Regions from separate parts of the Danio rerio genome. Here region 1 is linked to region 2. Evidence: chromatin contacts called from public Hi-C data. All regions are on one chromosome and are shown on one strand. Each heading gives the region's core, a stretch centred on a gene start, on an enhancer-like site or on the middle of the called end of the contact. The rest is flanking DNA. Distances are from core to core; before and after follow the strand shown.

Region 1 (7,034 bases), core at 370-2,869, 680 kb after region 2:
ATATAATATAATATAATATAATATAATAAAATATAATATAATAAAATATAATATAATATAATATAATATAATAAAATATAATATAATATAATAAAATATAATATAATATAATATAATAAAATATAATATGATATAATATAATATAATATAATATAATATAATATAATATAATATAACTGTATATAATATAAATGTGTCGCCCTCCAGTGGAGTTTTTTGTGAATTGCTCTGCATCAAATATAATTAGCTTAAACACGTGGCGCTCTCTTGTGGTGATTTATGTAAACTGCACTGCTGCCATTCTACATACTAATGAAATTAGCCAATAGTTTCGTCCTGATGTGGGAATTTTGCTTAATTATTACACCATTACACAAATATCTAGTAACTAATTGAAATATTTTGCTCTCATTCAGCATTTGTGTGAATTAGGGTCTCCCCCTGGGGTTTCCAGTACCTTGACTAACAAAGGTTTTACTATATCTGACACACTGAATAAAAAAAAAGAGCTGTATAAAATGCTCAGTGATGGTAACTGATATGTTTAGCACAGATATAAACACACATGATCTACATCACCTGTGCATCAGTCATCATCAATATGATCCACCGCCTGTCATACACCTTTACACTCCACAACACATCAGTTATTCTGTAGAGACATTCAGACATTACTAGACTCACTACATGTCTTGAAGTCAATGATAATTCAGAAATACCTCTGTTAATATCTCATATAAAACATGCAACATCAGACAGAGAGATGGTATATTTCAGTAATGCTCCATCAGTCACAGTTATTCATCTACTGTTGTTCTCTGTTTACTTCTGATGATGCTTTAATTAAATGACTCTTACAGGCCACAGAACTGACATATAAACACTGAACAGAAACAAAAACACTATTTCCCTCCTTCAGTAAGTGTGTTTGATGCTTGTCTGCTGTGTGTGTGTTGATAACATGTGCAGATTTCCTTCATTAAAGTCAATTTCTGTCCACTAAACCCAGACTGAAAACTCTTAATCTGTCAGACCTACAAAACATCACAACAAGAGATTTACAGAGACAACAAACTCCAGCAAACATGAGTCTACTGAGCTGCTACAGCACTGCAATATCAACACAGACTAATATTGATGCTCTAATATGAGCGTGTGGCTCATTCTGATGTAAATACCACAGTAAAAGTGGCAGGTAATATCTCTAGATCACTGTTGACAGGATAAATTCACTTACTCAGAGGTGAATCGCGTTGACATGCTGGATTCCTCCATTTTACCGGTCTGCCTGTAAGATTAATGTGCAGATGAGCAGGAAAATGAGCTGTTTAAGTGTCATTATTGTACTTATTCTGCAGGATCTGCATGTGTTGTTGTTTTCATCATACGTCATGTCCTCCGTCATTGAGAGGTGTCAGATTAAAGGTGAAACCCGCTCTCGCCGCCTTGTGGAGCGGAGGACAAGCTGCACTTTTGCTTGTGTGGATTAATTATTTGGATACTAATGAAGTCATAAACTGCACTTTTATATAAGTTCCTTCATATCATGTTTCATATAATATCTGACACCATTTAATAAATTAAATGTCTAAATATATGGCGCAAATCAGCTCACTCTTTCACTTTCTTGATCTTTCTTTCCAACAACAAAGAAATCTCCTGAGATAATGACACCATGCAGAGAATAATGTTTGATATGTATATATGTATGTATATATTATTATAGTCATTGTTTGATTTAATTGCATCTTAACACAAGCATCTAAATAGCTTTTAATAGACTTTAAAAATTCAACTGGGGAAGTCCTAATTGAGTCTTTTGTTTTAATATCTGCAAAATAATTAGCAAACTAGTAACAATAGCATAACAAATGTAATATATTTCTATATTATAACATGTAAAATTTGAGCAAAAATAGTTTATGATGTATCAATTGCATTCATTTTATTAATCGTATGGTTTTCTTATATAAAAATATGAGTTAAGGTAACTAAACAATTGTGTTGAATTGTGTGTATTTCACTGACGCACCACTTGCATACAATGGTAAAACTCGAGCTTTAAATTATTCTGTATTTGACAAATCAACCCCCCCGAGTGCCTAGTGGTCCCCCTGACCACCATTTTGTCCACAAAAAGAAATTCCTCTGTCCACGAACAGCCTATTTCATACATTGGGATAGATTGTTAGTAGGATGTCCAGATCTCAGCTTCTGGACACAGTAGAGAGCCCAAACCTGCGTTTCTGTGCTAGTCTGGACACGCCCTGTCTAGGGTGTGAATTTGAAGAAGATTGGAAAAACTTGAAAATTTGACCCAAAAAAACTCCAAGGGGTACCCCTTATAGATTTTTTGGGTCAAATTTTCGACTTTCACCAATCTTCTTCAAATTCACAGCATAGACAGGGCATGCCCAGACTAGAACAGGAAGCCAGGTTTCAGCTTGCTAGCTCATGTAGAAGCTGAGATCTGGACATCCCACCTGCAATCTGTTCCATTCATAACAATAGGTGGTTGCTGGACAGTGGGATTTTGAGGTTTTAACAGCAGGGGGCAAGTCGGGGAGGTGGGGACCCACCTCCAATGGTTTGTTTGAGGATCTGTTGAGGTTTGACCACTTGGGTGAAAGAATTAAGTAAAACATCCCCTTTGTAACTTATTTGACTGGGCCCAGTTAGGCTCTCTGTGGACAGTGCTTTTTTAGGCCAGAGAAGCCATTTGGTGAGCCCTGACATGGAAAACACTGCTGGATGGGGCCTCCTGACCCCTCTGCTCCCCCTAATGAACCCCAAAATCGTTCCTGCTGTGAATGATGACCTTTTACAGGGGTCTCTACAGACAACCTACCTAGGCCTGTTCAAATAAGCTACAGGTGGGATGTTTTTTTTTATCTATCTGCTAGAGCTGGAAAACCTCAAAAAACCTATTTAAGTGGATATGCAAGCCCCCCTGGGCCATCTCCAGGTGTCGAATCGTTGAAATTCCACCGTCCACGAACAGCCTATTTTATACATTGGGATAGATTGTAAGTAGGATGTCCAGATCTCAGCTTCTGGGCACAGTAGAGAGCCCAAACCTGCGTTTCTGTGCTAGTCTGGACACGCCCTATCTAGGGTGTGAATTTGAAGAAGATTGGAAAAACTTGAAAATTTGACCCAAAAAAACTCCAAGGGGTACCCCTTATAGATTTTTTGGGTCAAATTTTCGACTTTCTCCAATCTTCTTCAAATTCACAGCATGGACAGGGCATGCCCAGACTAGAACAGGAAGCCAGGTTTCAGCTTGCTAGCTCATGTAGAAGCTGAGATCTGGACATCCCACCTGCAATCTGTTCCATTCATAACAATAGGTGGTTGCTGGACAGTGGAGTTTCGAGGTGTTAACACCAGGGGGAAACACAGGGGGAGGTGGGGACCCACCTCCAATGGTTTGTTTGGAGATCTGTTGAGGTTTGACCACTTGGGTGAAAGAATTAATTAAAACATCTGACTTGTAACTGATTTGATTGGGCCCAGTTTGGCTCTCTATGGACAGTGCTTCTTTAGGCCACAGAAGTTGTTTGGTGAGATCTGATGTGGTAAAAATGCAGGGCAAGGATTCCTGACCCATCTGCTCCCCTTTATGTACTCCAAAATCATTCCTGCTGGGAATGGTGACCCTTTACAGGAGTGTCCAGGGACAGCCTACCTAGGCCTGTTCAACTAAGCTACAGGTGGGATGTTTTTTCTTTATCCATCTGCTAGAGCAGGAAAACCTCATAAAAGTGCCAAAAAACCTATTGGGGTGGATATGCAAGCCCTCTGGGCCATTTCCAGGTGTCGAAACGTTGAAATTCCACTGTCCACGAACAGCCTATTTCATACATTGGGATAGATTGTAAGTAGGATGTCCAGATCTCAGCTTCTGGACACAGTAGAGAGCCCAAACCTGCGTTTCTGTGCTAGTCTGGACACGCCCTGTCTAGGGTGTGAATTTGAAGAAGATTGGAAAAACTTGAAAATTTGACCCAAAAAAACTCCAAGGGGGTACCCCTTATAGATTTTTTGGGTCAAATTTTCGACTTTCACCAATCTTCTTTAAATTCACAGCATAGACAGGGCATGCCCAGACTAGAACAGGAAGCCAGGTTTCAGCTTGCTAGCTCATGTAGAAGCTGAGATCTGGACATCCCACCTGCAATCTGTTCCATTCATAACAATAGGTGGTTGCTGGACAGTAGAATTTTGGGGTTTTACCAGCAGGGGGCAAGTTAGGGGGAGCTGGGGATCCACCTTCAAAGGTTTTTTTGGGGATCTGTTGAGGTTTGACCACTTGGGTGGGTGGATCATGTAAAACATCCCACGTGTAACTTATTTGAATGGGCCCAGGTATGCTGTCTGTGGACAGTGCTTTTTTAGGCCACAGAAGCCTTTTGGTGAGCTCTGACGTGGAAAAAAAAACTGCTGGGTGGGGCCTCCTGACCCCTTTACTCCTTCTAACGAACCCCGAAACTGTTCCTGCTGTGAATGGTGACCCTTTACAGGAGTGTCTACAGACAGCCTACCTAGGCCTGTTCAAATAAGCTACAGGTGGGATGTTTTTTCCTGATCCATCTGCTACAGTTGGAAAACCTCAAAAAAGTGCCAAAACACCTATTGGGGTGGATATGCAAGCCTCCCTGGGCCATCTCCAGGTGTCGAATCGTTGAAATTCCTGTCCACGAACAGCCTATTTCATACATTGGGATAGATTGTAAGTAGGATGTCCAGATCTCAGCTTCTGGACACAGTAGAGAGCCCAAACCTGCGTTTCTGTGCTAGTCTGGACACGCCCTGTCTAGGGTGTGAATTTGAAGAAGATTGGAAAAACTTGAAAATTTGACCCAAAAAAACTCCAAGGGGTACCCCTTATAGATTTTTTGGGTCAAATTTTCGACTTTCTCCAATCTTCTTCAAATTCACAGCATGGACAGGGCATGCCCAGACTAGAACAGGAAGCCAGGTTTCAGCTTGCTAGCTCATGTAGAAGCTGAGATCTGGACATCCTACCTGCAATCTGTTCCATTCATAACAATAGGTGGTTGCTGGACAGTGGGATTTTGAGGTTTTACCAGCAGGGGGCAAGTCGGGGAGGTGGGGACCCACCTCCAATGGTTTGTTTGGGGATCTGTTGAGGTTTGACCACTTGGGTGAAAGAATTAAGTAAAACATCCCACTTGTAACTAATTTGACTGGGCCCAGTTTGGCTCTCTATGGACAGTGCTTCTTTAGGCCATAGAAGTTGTTTGGTGAAATCTGATGGGGTAAAAATGCTGGGCAAGGATTCCTGACCCATCTGCTCCCCTTTATGTACTTCAAAATCGTTCCTGCTGGAAATGGTGACCCTTTACAGGGGTGTCCGCGGGCAGCCTACCTAGGTCTGTTCAAGTAAGCTACAGGTGGGATGTTTTTTCTTGATCCATCTGCTAGAGCAGGAAAACCTCAAAAAAGTGCCAAAAAACCTATTGAGGTGGATATGCAAGCCCCCCTGGGCCATCTCCAGGTGTCGAATCGTTGAAATTCCACTGTCCACGAACAGCCTATTTCATACATTGGGATAGATTGTAAGTAGGATGTCCAGATCTCAGCTTCTGGACACAGTAGAGAGCCCAAACCTGCGTTTCTGTGCTAGTCTGGACACGCCCTGTCTAGGGTGTGAATTTGAAGAAGATTGGAAAAACTTGAAAATTTGACCCAAAAAAACTCCAAGGGGTACCCCTTATAGATTTTTTGGGTCAAATTTTCGACTTTCTTCAATCTTTTTCAAATTCACAGCATAAACAGGGCATGCCCAGACTAGAACAGGAAGCCAGGTTTCAGCTTGCTAGCTCATGTAGAAGCTGAGATCTGGACATCCCACCTGCAATCTGTTCCATTCATAAAAGTAGGTGGTTGCTGGACAGTAGAATATTGAGGTGTTAACACCAGGGGGAAACACAGGGGGAGGTGGGGATGCACCTCCAAAGGTTTGTTTGGGGATCTGTTGAGGTTTGACCACTTGGGTGGGTGGATCATGTAAAACATCCCACGTGTAACTTATTTGAATGGGCCCAGATAGGCTGTCTGTGGACAGTGATTTTTTTAGGCCACAGAAGTCTTTCCCACGTTCTAAAGAGGACAAAACTACTGGACAGATAAGCCCCAGGTGGCTTGGTACTATATCATGTTCAGAAATATGAATGTCAGTGCTTAAATTGACCAAAAGAGGCTGCACTAACCAAATGCGTTTAACCAAAATCCAACATGCAATCAACCAAAATCAACATCATCAGAAGTGGAAATATAGGGTAAATAGCAAAGTTGTGGCCTTTTGGGACCTCACCGAGGACTATAGCATCTTTGGAAAATGCACATCATACTTGTAGCTTATTCAGTGGACCTTAAATAGGCTGTCTGCAGATGGGATGTCCACAGACAGCCTAATAAGCTACAGGTGGGATGTCCACAGACAGTCTAATAAGCTACAGGTGGGATGTCCACAGACAGCCTAATAATCTACAGGTGGGATGTCCACAGACAGCCTAGCCCTCACCTATTCGGCGCTTCCGCTTAGGGGGTTCCTGTCGGTCCACTGCCACCCCGTGGCGATACCCAGATTGCAACAGAATGGGTAAAAAAAAAAAAGACTTTTTCAAAGACAATCCGCGCAGCCACCGGGGGAGCTAGGTGAACGGCGTCGCCTCTGAGCGGGTCGGGGGCTCTCCCACAGTGACCTGCGCGGTTGTCGGGCCATCAAAAATCGTCTAAGCTTAAATTTTTTTGTATTTGAAAAATCATCAAAACACCTAAGTTATTGAAAATATATGTGCAAAAGAACTAAAAATTGCTAATTTATTTAAAAAGGCTAAAGTTTCTGGTGTTAAAAATGTGCTTTTGAATTGAGTAAAAGGGTGTAAGCGCTTCGTTTTTATCTATTAATAAAGTATATATTATTTTACATTTTTAATGATCATAATTTATTATAAAATTCAACCAACTTATTATTATGATTGCCATCAAAAACGCAAATTAACTTA
Region 2 (6,718 bases), core at 2,254-4,753:
TATAACATAAATATGGGTGTATTAGTTTTTCAACTGTTCTCATGTTATTTTGTTAGATCAGCTTTAGATTTGGCTTCAGTACTGATTAATCTAATGTACTGCACAAATATAATATTGTATAGCTTCCTATTTAAAATATGAATTTAAAAGAGAGATTTGTGAGGGGGTTACTCATATATGCTAAGCACTGTCTTGAGATATACTGATGCTCATTGTTGTCCTCCACTGCTCTCTGACATGACTGTGCTGTTTTGCAGGTGAAGGCCGGCTTTGGAGTCAATCTGATCGGTGTCTTCGTGGTGATGTTGGCTATTTTGACGTGGGGTGAACCGCTCTTCCACCTCAGCCAGTTTCCCACATGGGCGGCAATGCGAAACGTCACGGGCAGCTTGTAGCTGTGATTATGGATGGTGGACATTGGGTTTACACTGAAGGAGGCACACACACACACGTCATTAATGCCTTATTTTTTTCTCCGTCCATGATGCTTTGCACCAGGAGGATGCAGAACGGTGGAAACTATTCTTACACTCCTATATCTAAGCATTAGGCGTAGATTTACAGCTGAACGCACAAGTGTACGTGCCTACAAAACACAATCAGTAATGCTTGTGTGTGTGTATGTAACATATCTGGATGCTTTATTGCGGATGTCTAACAAACGTCGGCTAATTTACTTGAGAGGTTTGAGGGAGATTCTGCATCCGACAACGTCAGAAATCTGATAATAGTTTCTTACAAAAATGTTACATGTGGTTTGGTTACAGAAGATTGTTACAAAAGAAATTCTCAATCATTAATCGATTAAAGCAGTTTTTGAAGGTGGCCGTTGATCATTGTACATACAGGAAACTAACATTTTCTATTGTTGACCACCAACAACCCATTTCATCTCTAAAACACAATAAAAACACTGTATTTTTGGTTCATTTCTTTATTTTGCCTTTCACACATTCATACAACATGCAGGCTCATTGGGATAAATGATCATAAATTAGAATAACAATGTGAAGTCAAGAGTCCAGTGTTTTGTTTTCTCCGAAGCTCGTCATCGCTGGTTATAATTTTGATGCTCCTTCAGTTGGTTCATAGCCCTCCTTTTCGATTTTCTCCTTGTACTTTAAGAAGTCCCTCCGTTTAGAGAAATATTTCACCTGTCAAGAAAACAATAGTGTGAAAAAGATGTGTACTTGATTGTACTAAACATGCACTGCTACTGTAAATCAAACGCTTTAAAAGACTACATATTTTAAAAACTATTCTTAAGTATAAAATATTCCTTCAATTAACCAAGAATAAATTATATTTTTACTAATTTTTATTAATATATATATATATATATATATATATATATATATATATATATATATATATATATATATATATATATATATATATAAATCATTCATTCTCTTTTCGGCTTAGTCCCTTTATTAATCTGGTGTCTCCAAAGTGGTTTATGCAGTGGATGCTCTTCCAGCTGCAAATCATCTCTGGGAATATATATATATATATATATATATATATATATATATATATATATATATATATATATATATATATATATATATATATATATTTATACATATATAAATATATATATGTGTATGTGTGTGTGTGTGTATGTATATATATATATATATATATGTGTGTGTGTATGTGTGTATTTTTTAGCTCAGTTAAGAGTGCAATATTAGTTTACTTATCAATACTGCGTGTTTTTGTTGCAATGCAATGCAAATTATTCTTTACTACAGTTTTCACTTTTTAATTAGTGCTTTTTTCTAAAATAGTTTTCCCCTTTATTCCTCAAAATGTCATTAAAAGTTTTCATTAAAGCTTTACTAAGTCAATAAACTACACAGAGAATGATTACATTACAAATTTTGATATGAAGTAAACATCATAAAGTACTTAACGTGTAATAATGCATGTGATAGTTCAAAAGCTACAACATGCAGCATTGTGAATATCTCAACTAAGTAAGTAAACAAAATAAATTTTTAATATTGCATCTATTGAAACAATGCGCTTCAAATTTATCACAAAATTTACCTATAATTTACGGCCTTATCGCTGTGCTTTAAAGGGGAGGGCGAGGCTAAATGCATGTTTTGGCGCTCTTTGTTTGCAGGAACTCTCTGATTGGGTGATTTTTCTACACACTGCATGTGGTATTTCTGCATGAATTTCATTACTAAACGCAATTGTTTTTTTTTTGTTGTTGTTTTTTTATTTGCTTGCAAACAATCTGGCATATTTACAACCTTACACCTCATGACAGGTCTGTCTTTAACAGTTTATTAGTTAATGTTGCAGTACTTTAGTCCCAGAACCTGTCTAGTCGTTTTTGTAACAATGTTTCTTTGATGTTTTTAAAATGTAACATGTTTTAGAACGTTTAGAACATCCATATAAGACGTATAGGTGATGTTCAAAGAATTCTAAAATGGAACGTTGCCTTAGAACAATTCCGAATTATGTTTACACAGCATTGGAACGACGTTGTCAGGCAATGACGGTAAAGTCTAGAAGGTATACGGCAGCGGATACTCCCATCAATATAGTTTGTGACACTGTACAACACTAATTAATATTTTTACATTACTGTTAGGGTTAGTAGACGGTAATAAAACTATTTAATGGTGCATTTAAAATATAATCTGAATAATACTAGGTATAATTAATATTTTTACATTACCGTAAAGGTTGGTTTTAGGGTAGAAGTTAATAAAACACACTTTAATAGGTAATTTAATTAATAAGATGATTAATACTCGGTATAATTACTGTTTTTACATTACCATGATGGTTAGGATAGGGGCAGACGTTAATAAAATACAATAGATACAAATATTCTTGTTAACTTCCGGACGCAGCTGTATCCCTTCTAGCAACCTTTCCATGACAGCTGCTGCAATTAAGTTCATACAGCAAACAGGTGTCGTCACGTTTATGTTTCTGGCCTCAGAATTATTGAATATGGTGTTATGGACTGACCCACTGGGCAGGACAGTTGGCTTCAAACTCTCGCTGGTGTTTCTCGCAGGCTGAAGTGAGATCTTTGTTGACGTCCAGACACTTCCAGAGCTCATCTCTTGCGTCCCAGCAGGCTTTGCGCTGACTGGCGTTAGGAGCGCTCATCTCTGTCTCTCCTCACTCTATCTGCAGGTATATACATAACACTCACTGTCCAAACTACATCCCAGTAACATGAATATGAGGATCTATTATCAGCTGACCCACTGTAGCGTAATTATATTTCTATAGAATAACAACATTCTGGCCTCTAGTGAAATAATAATACTGTAAACGCTTACCAGGTACGATTAATCACCTCATGGAACTTCTGTAAATATATTAAACTCATATACTAATATTAATTAGTCATGCTGAAGTACACAGAATCCCAAGGACGCCCTAAGCATGTAGGAAGAAATGCAACTACACGTCGCCTGCTGATGACCCAAGCAATTGCGTAAAGGTTAGTTCTGTCAGTGACCGCTAGATGACGCTATTGTAATATTTAGTTCTAGTGGAGTATGTAATACTAATGTCTAAATCAGGGGTGCCCAAACTTTGCTTATAAACGACCAAAATCCAAGCTTGATTGAAAGCTGTGGGCCGAAAGTAAATATACTGTAATACATTAAAGTTGCCATGGCTAATTTCCTAATTTATTTCATAATATTAAAAAAAATGCTTCAACCATTTGTACTAATGCATTGAAATTTATGAACTTAAACGAATGGACATATTACAATAAAACAATTTTTAAAAATCAAATCAATTTATAAAACAATGGAGTTCGATGCTGAATACACTAATCATGCATGCTGTACCTAACTTTGTCTTGTTTTGCACGCTGATGTCTTCTGCTTTTTCCCCTATTCCTTAAGTGACAGTATGTACATTTTTTTTTTAAATCTTCATTTATTTACATCATTTAATTTAGTTCGCTTTGTTTTGCAGCTCAGTAATAAAGCAAACAAGGGTTACATTAAAATAGAAAGGAGAATGTCTGGAAAAGGCTTTTTTCAACCCTTACCTATCATTTTCCCTCTGACTTGACAAATCAAAGGACACAAAGGGCCAACTTTGGCATGCAGACCCTAGTTTGTAAAATATAAAATGTATTTATTTTTTTAATTAATATTTGTACGTATACATATCATCAATAAGCAAACCTGCATTATTTATTAATACAGTGGTGGAAGTACAAATATATTTTTATTTGTCATTATTAGTCATTTATATTTACTAAAAGGTATAAGAAAACAAACAAAATAGGGGTCAACAACAGCAACAATAATAATAATATTAAATAGAAACATAACAGGGGTCAACAACAATAATAATATTAAACTTAAACATAATAGAGGTATATAATAAAAATAATAATACACATAATCATAATAGGGGTCAACAACAACAACAACAATAATAATAATAATATAAAAATAAACATAATAGGGGTCAATAACAACAACAATAATAATAATAATAATAACAATAAACAAACAATAAGGTCAACATAATAATAATAATAATAATAATAATAATAATAATAATAATAATAATGAACATAAACAATAGGGTCAACAAAATAATAATAATAATAATAATAATAATTATTATTATTATTATAAATATTATTATTATTATTATTTTGTTGACCCCTATTGTTTATGTTTATTATTATTATTATTATTATTATTATTATTATTATTATTATTAATAATAATAAATTAAATTAGACTTTTATTTTATTTATTTGAATTTAAATAATAACATTTTATTTTATTTCAGTTGTTTTATTGCAATATTTTGTTACATTTTTGTTGTGAAATATTATCGAGACTTTTGAGTTTGTACATTTGCATAATGTTTTTTATTTTAATATTACCATAATTTATTTCAGACTTTACATGTTACTTTTGGAAAAGTTGTAATATAAATATGAATGTGGAATATATATGTTATAGAGGATATATGTATTTAATATTATTATTATTATTATTAATATATCTTCTTATTTTTATGTACTTTATTTTACACAAAATAAATAGATTTCCTATAATCTTTGTTTATATATGATATAACTTACCTTTATATACAAATGTGAGAGTGGTGTCAAAACAAAACGCTATGTCTGACCATTTAAAATAGCCTTTTCTTATCAGACTCAGTGAATGTCATCAGCATTCCTGTTTTCCCCCCCACAGAACTGGCCATTGATGTCTGTAACACTGGTCCTCATTACTGGCTCATAGAGTTACTCAAGTGTCTATTGATGCCAGAGTACAATTTTCAGCAGTACCTCAAGGGTTTGAGCCACAATCTAATGGCAAACAAGATATTTCAGAGATATTTACCACTGATTTCTCACGCTGTTCAGTTTTTATGTCTTTCATTTCATCCATCATATCAGTCAATACTCAGGAAAGAAAGTGCTTTTTTTGCTGCTCTATTCAATGTTTCCTCGTGCTCCTGATCCCAGTGACTCATCGTGGCCATTAACAAACAGGAATTAATTGTGTGTGGGAATGCTATTGAAAGTGAGCTCTTTTGTCGAGACAGAGAGTGGCCATTGTTCGGTGCTGAATATTAAAGAGAAAGAAGAGAACAAACATTTGCACTTTCCGATAAACCCTGAACCATTTCAAGGGGTCCTTTTTTGTGTGTGCACAAGACGTAATATAAGTCTCAGGTGTCCCCATAACGTGTTCAGTTCAAAATAGCACACAGATTATTCATAATACTGTTATATAAATAGGAAATGGATGCAATAACACAATTATTTTTGTGTGTTTCTTTAAATGCAAATGAGCTGCTGTTCCCCACCCCCTTTCTAGGAGAGGGTGGAGATTTTAACAGTTTGTGCCTTGGTTACTTTGGCAGCAACAAACAAAAGATCTGCATGGGTTTTAATGTCTTGTCAATTAAATAAAAGTGTTAAACTTGAATCTCTTTCTCACGTCAAGGTTATGTCAAAACAAACAAGTTTTAGGATAGTTGATTATATTCTGGATGTGTACCAGTAAATTAGATCTGTAAAATAATGTCATTCACACGGGGCGTCAGTGTCAACGCTTCCAATTCCCTTTGAATGGGCAACATCAAACATTGCCGAACTGAATTGTGGATCCGTCGACGCCACTTCATCAGTGTTGCTTGCTGCCGGAGTCGGGGCTGTTTCTCAATTTGCGTTCTTGCCTGTACTTGCAGTCTTGATTCTTTGTGAAACGTCATCAACCATTGCTGAAGTACTGTTCCAGTTCAAAGTTCACATCTTGCCAAGTACAGATGAAATTCCCGAATGTGTACTTACTCTGCCCCTTTTGTCAAGGATGCATTAAGAGGTGACTTGTGCAAACTTGTGTAGTAGTATCACAGAATGCATTGCATCTTGTCCAGCGAAAGCCAATGGCGGAGGAGAAAACCTAAAGATTTAAAGATACTTCTTTGCTGTGTCACTAAATAAAGTTTTAAGAGATTTTCAGGTGAAAATGTAGTTGTTTTAAACTTGAATCGGCAGTTTATTCACAAAGGTAAATAGTGCATGTTTGTTGATGTGCTTATGCAGCTTCTCCACGATGGATGTCTAGTTCTCCAGCCTCCAGTTTGGCCATAGTAGAAATGGTCGTGCCCAACTGAACCTGGTTTTTCTCAAGGTTTGTTTTCCTTCACTTTTGCAAATTGGTGAAGTTTGTTCCTT

What was found. Hi-C and Micro-C count contacts between places; a contact is called where the count stands out from the background.
Region 1: a contact with region 2 is called in a Hi-C map of hematopoietic stem cells, with 5 times the contacts expected there. The contact joins the promoter of si:dkey-14d8.22 here to the promoter of coa6 in region 2. A contact is called at or near these places in 2 of 18 Hi-C or Micro-C datasets (embryo and hematopoietic stem cells).

Annotation. Positions count from the first base shown.
Region 1 is chr4:5,878,866-5,885,899 of GRCz12tu, forward strand. It overlaps si:dkey-14d8.22 (a long non-coding RNA gene), which reads right to left and starts at 1,620. Exons shown (of 4, transcript NR_186854.1): 1 at 1,238-1,620. The region is part of intron 2 of si:dkey-14d8.21; the gene reads left to right.
Region 2 is chr4:5,195,413-5,202,130 of GRCz12tu, forward strand. coa6 (cytochrome c oxidase assembly factor 6) reads right to left here and starts at 3,504. Exons shown (of 3, transcript NM_001327831.1): 1 at 3,321-3,504; 2 at 3,001-3,165; 3 at 919-1,154. The coding sequence starts at 3,144. The coding sequence ends at 1,059. ptprz1b (protein tyrosine phosphatase receptor type Z1b) reads left to right here and starts at 2,878. Exons shown (of 31, transcript XM_073946917.1): 1 at 2,878-2,941; 2 at 3,050-3,171. slc13a4 (solute carrier family 13 member 4) reads left to right here. Exons shown (of 15, transcript NM_001089551.1): 15 at 258-924. The coding sequence ends at 395.